Linked DNA regions of Bicyclus anynana: region 1 is linked to region 2. The links are chromatin contacts, called in public Hi-C maps. All regions are on one chromosome and are shown on one strand. The core of a region is the stretch at or near the end of the contact, and the rest is flanking DNA. Distances in the headings are between cores, read along the strand shown.

Evidence for each region. A called contact is a pair of places that touch in the nucleus more often than the background predicts.
Region 1: a Hi-C map of whole body shows a contact between it and region 2, with 4 times the contacts expected there. The contact joins the promoter of LOC112049447 here to the enhancer-like site in region 2. A contact is called at or near these places in 2 of 2 Hi-C or Micro-C datasets (whole body and whole larva).

What each region holds. Positions count from the first base shown.
Region 1 is chr13:1,544,228-1,547,235 of ilBicAnyn1.1, forward strand. It overlaps LOC112049447 (toll-like receptor 7), which reads right to left and starts at 1,686. Exons shown (of 1, transcript XM_024087323.2): 1 at 1-1,686. The coding sequence starts at 1,386.
Region 2 is chr13:906,406-909,105 of ilBicAnyn1.1, forward strand. All of the region lies in intron 1 of LOC128198651 (a long non-coding RNA gene), which reads right to left. Among protein-coding and RNA genes, the nearest start is that of LOC128198651, 14 kb to the right of the region's middle. Within about 2 kb of position 1,381, at least 1 of the 8 cell types and tissues checked has open chromatin away from gene starts, as enhancers often do.

The DNA of each region.
Region 1 (3,008 bases), core at 436-2,935, 640 kb after region 2:
GAGTTGATTGAGATTTTTGAATGATCCGTTTTTGAAGTCCGTTATTTGATTTTCACCCAAATCCAAGGTTTTTAGAAATGAAAGTTCCCACAATGCGTCGGGAACCTCTACTAATTGATTCGAGCTCAGGTCCAATTCTTTTAAGTCAGAACAGTTTTTAAATGCTTTTCTATCAATGCTGACAAGCAAATTGTTGTTAAGTGTTAATTTGCTTAAAACAAATAATCCATTGAAAAGGTTCTCATCGATTGTATGAAGCCGGTTTTCAGCTAAATTTAACGTATGTAGATTGTACAAAGGTAGGAACGCATTTTCTTCAATATATCCAATGGAGTTATTCTTTAAGTTTAATATTTGTAGAAAGAACAAATCCTTAAATGTTTTCCCATCGATTCTTGTAAGTGCGTTGTTAGATAAATTTAAAACAATTAGGCGTATCAATCCAAGGAATGTTCCGTCGTCCACATGATTGCTTGTCAGTTGATTACTAGACAAGTCCAAAACAATTAACTGTTCAAGGCGGTGAAAAATGCCTCGAGCAAGTTCAAAGAGAGAGTTATCGTTGAGGTAGATTTCCCGTAATTCTCTGGCGTAAGCAAACAGCCCTTCTGGTAGAGTATGTAAACGGTTATGCGATATGTTTAGAACCCTCATTGAAACAAGGCCATTAAAAGCTTCACTTGATATGTCTGTTATATTATTATGTTGCAGATATAAGTGTTGTAAACTTTTTAATTTCAATAACTCAGAGTCCTCGGACAATGATTTAATTTCATTGTGACTTAAATCCAATGTATGTAAACTCGAACCACAGTCAGGTCCAAAACCAATCTGTCCAACAGTCCTAATTCTGTTATGTGTCAAATTCACTGTGTTCAAGTTCTCTAGAGAACAGAATACACCGGTTGGAACAAACTTGATGTTATTTTGAGCCAGATCTAACGACTGCATTTCCGATAATCCATTGAACGAGTTCAAAGTTAATTCCAAATTCTTGGTAAGACTCCATTCTGAGTTCTTGGAGCGAAGTTTTAGTCGCTTTAGTTTCTTAAGATCTTGAAAGGTATTATCCGGGACACTAAGCAGTTTACAGTTCGTTATTGAAAGGTCAGTGAGACTTGGAACTGTGTTGAAGTAGTGCGCTCTAAGGGAGCTCTCGAATAACAGAAGATGATTGCATTCGAGGTTAAGACGGCTAGTGTCTGAATTCACTGATGATATACTGCTTCCGTCTCCTTCAAGAGTTCGCACTTTGCACATAATGTTGTTCTCGATGTCCCTCTCCATAACACGGACGCACTTGTCCGAGCCGTAGGGCAACACGGTCCATCCGACGTGCAGGAGTGTAAAAAACACAGCCGGTATTGAATACATTATCACAGACATTTCATTTCACTATAGAATGTCTCATAAACACTCCCCGTGGGTCGATATCACCATTTCCGAAACAAAGTCCGTAACACAGTTTAGTACTAAAGAAAAACTTGTAAGCATTTCACTTCACAAAAGTCCGCTGTACATTTTTTAGGAAGTCCTCACAATACGGCTCCAAAGTTTCACAGCACATGTAGGTATGAGTGATAGTTTGACAGTTTTCTGTTATTAAAAATTTATTGCGTGTAGTAGAGAGCGACGCAGAGCGTGACGCGACCTATCCGCGCCCCGGTTGCGTTGTGACTGGCAGCCGTAGTGCTTAGCTCGTGGAAGTAGCAGTGGGGACGCGCAAGTTTCCCCCCGCGAGCCTCACACCCCGCGTAAGCTCTCATAAAGTTTAAGAACTCGCAGGGCCATCTAGTGAGGAGTAGCGGAATATCAGTGTTTATTATACCTGTACACCCCCTGCGGATTCGTTATGAATGTCTGTACAATATTTTTCTCAAACAATTAAATAGTTCAATGCGTTTATGATGTACGAGAATAATAATTGTAAAATTTTCATGCTATTATGTTTCGAACAATAAAAAAATACTGTGTTTTGGTATTTAAATGGAAAAATTAATTATAGTATAAACTATACCAAGTGTAAGATTTTTTTTTGATAGTAATAAATATATATAATAAACCTACAAAATTTTAATTACATCAATAATTATAATGATTTTAAAATAACTGTTTTTGTAGAAACCGAAAGGGATGTGTGGATTTTTATCATACTCCTAACAAGTTAGCCCGCCTCCATCTTAGATAGTATCATGGCTTACCATCAAAGTCAAAGTCAAAATTCAAGGCTTAGTTTACAAGCTCTTTCGAAACGTCAGGTATAATATTATACTTAAGATAATGGTGATAATAATCAGATTTGATTGTGCGGTCAATGTCTAACTTGTGGAGAATAAAAAAGGCTAGTTTTAATTAGTATTCGCTGCCTAATTAATTATCATGTTTGATTGAATAAATACGATATTTAAACTAGTTGCCCCAAGTTAACGCTAGGTACTATGCAAGCCTTAATAGCCTATTAGATATAATGTTTAACATTGGTAGAGCATTAAACTTTTATTTGAAAAGCAATATCGATTTATATTAGAAACAAAATGATCTCTAAAACAAGTTAAATTGTTACAATATATTTTTTATTATTATTAGTCATAATAGATCAAAACATGAACTATCCAGTAAACATATAAGTATTATATAGGGACTTGCCTCGCTAGATGTTACCTCTCTATCAAAGATCAAGAAACAACGAACTTACGCATTTATTCATATAAAATTCAACCCCACGATAAATGTAAAAAAAATTTCAAGATTTTATTTTAATCAACATACTCATGCTAATTTACAGCTTTCTAGTAGTAATAATCTCTAAACCGTAGACAGACGGACGGACTAAACTATATTGTTTCTTGTGGACTACGGAACCCCAAAAACCGTTTCGATAGAACCGACGTTTCATTGTTATAATTGTTTTTGTCGTGTAATGAGCTCCCTAAAAATGCCGGTTTGTGTAGTGCATGGCATAAAAAACTGTCAACAACTTCTAGTTTACTAAAAGATGAAATTACGTT
Region 2 (2,700 bases), core at 131-2,630:
ACCGACATGCCCCACAGATCTCCAGTTCTTTTTAATTTTAACAAATTGAAAGATTTTTTAATGTCAGATACAGTGATATGGTGAAATTCAAAAAGATCGTTGCACTCTTTAACATTGCCTCTTAATAGTCTCTGAGCTTCCGTAGCAGACGAATCCAGTGAATCTGTTAACAAGATAGGAACATTCTGGAAAAAATCTTCAAAGGCATTAACAACCTCGTTATCAGTGTTTACCTTTTTGTCATTGATAATTAATTCAAAACTCGTGTCACGCGGTTTGATTTTTCCTGATTCTCTATTAATTATATTCCAGGTGGTTTGTATCTTGTTCTCAGACTCAATTATTTTCTGTTTGATGTGTAACGATTTCGCAAGAATACAAACACGTTTGAAAATTTTTGAGTATCTTTTTACATAATCTAAATAAGTTCGCGTTTGAGTATATTGTTTTTCTTCGTACAACTCGTACAATTTATCTCTACTTTTATAGATACCTACAGTAGCCCATTCGCTAAACTTTAATTTTTGGCTAGCATTAATGCGTTTGAAGTTAAAAAATTTACTAAACTCTCTGTCTATTGTCTTGAAAAGTGTACCAAAGAGCAAGTCTGGATGACTATTTTCAAATGCAAGACTTGGAATTTTAGAAATAATTGTGTTTTTGAATCGCTCTAATTTACCTTCAGTTATTATAGTTAAAGTTTGAAGCTATGAAATATGTTCGCCTTGACAAGGGATCACGTGAAATGGAATATTACTTGTTATAAAATTAGATGGTCTGGCATAATCAAGCATTAGTGAAAGTAAGCAAACTAAGGAAATTATTTATTTATCTACCTACCTATTTTCGCTTTCAATTGTACTATTTTATTTTATGTATTGAATCTGAATATAAGTATTTAAAAAGCGAATGACAAAATACGAAAAACGCTTGCTGTACCAAGATGAAAGGCAGGGAGGTAGTTTTCAGTTACTAGACGTCCACTTAGAAAAGAAATTAAGTCTGTAAGAAGACCGGATTAAGGAGGTCTGAGGGCAGAAGATGTCGCGGGCATCCGCTAGTATTTTTATATAATATGACCAATAATTTATACCTTTTATACCTTTTTCATAATATTTATTTATATACGCACGAGGAAAATATGCGTGAGAGAAAGGGAAGCCAGACAGAGTGGCGCCGTAACGCGTTACATTAAGAAGCGATTTACCTTGCCGCTTTAAAAATATTTTTATGAATAATAATAATATAGTAAATTTTTATAAGCATTTTTACACACAAATTACAAAAAATCACACACACAAAATTATTATTTCATTAATTATTAGCGCGCCACCTTGTGACGAATAGATGAAGTATGACTTTAATAATACACTGGCAGATGGCGTTACTAGTACATGCGCGGGAGTGGACTCGCCATAGTTTGAAACAAATTGTTTTTTATCAGTTCAGTAATTAACGGTAATATGTATTGCAATAGAATTATTAATCAAACAATCTCTGATTTAATAAACTCTTTATACAAATACATGATTTGAAAATTAGTTTTATTACGATTTACGAGTTATCTAACTTTTTTCTTGGCCTCAGTTGCGTTTGCGTTGTATCTAAGATAGGAAATATCTTCCACCTAGCCTCCTTATATCTATCATTAGTAGAGTAGTGGACAGCTATCCAGCGGTTAATAAAGCCGAAGTCGCCTTTGATGGATATACGTTTAGCAGGACTTCACCGTCTATGTATTTTAAAGCCATTGATCTTGCACCAGCTAGGCTATTCTGTAACGATATTTTTATAACTCGCAAGTGCGAGTTTTGAATTCACCTCTATCTCTCTCTGTTTAACACGATATTATAGAATGAGAAGGATAGCGGTGAATTCGAAACTCGCACTTGCGAGTTGTACAAAACATCGTTAGACAATAGCCGTGCTGATCTATGAACTCGAGTCGGTGTGCCCTCTTATATTTTTAAGAGAGTATGGCAACAGAGAGTGCACCTGTGTTTACAGGTACACATTTGTGCACTACAGAATCTTCTGCGTAAAATGCTAGTCCTAAAATTAAAAATTGCCGATTTGACCAAAATTTGATTTAAAGCGAATTAACTTTATTCTGACACCTGTGAAAGTCCAGTGGAGATGACTTTTTCTAGCCTTCGATTCAGAGGTCGTAGGCTCGAATCCGGTCCGGGGCATGTACCTCAAACTTTTCAGTCATGTGCGTTTTAAGATATTCTTTATCACGTGTCTCAAATAGTGAAGGAATATTGTGAGGTAACCTGCATATCTGTAAGTTTTTTTTAATTTTCTACGTGTGTAAAGTCTGCCAATCATTGGGCCAGCGTGGTGGACTATTAGCGTAACCCCTCTCATTCTGAGAGGAGACTCGTGTTCAACATTGTCTCGAATATTGGTTCTTAATCATGAATTTTAATCTAAGCCACAATTTTTTTTAACTTGAAATAAAGGTTGAGCAAACGTGAACTAAATTAAAATTCAATTAAAAATCCATATTTTTGAGGGCAATAAAATTGACGTGTTTGTTTTTTGCCTTAATGCCTGAGTTCCGGCCGTAATTGGATACGAGGCGTTCGGAGCCCCGCGTCCCGTGAAATCACTAATCCGACTAATTCTGACAACCATATGTCACGGCATAACGACTGCGTCGGCGGAGACGTTAGGCGTAGTACACACTCGATGATA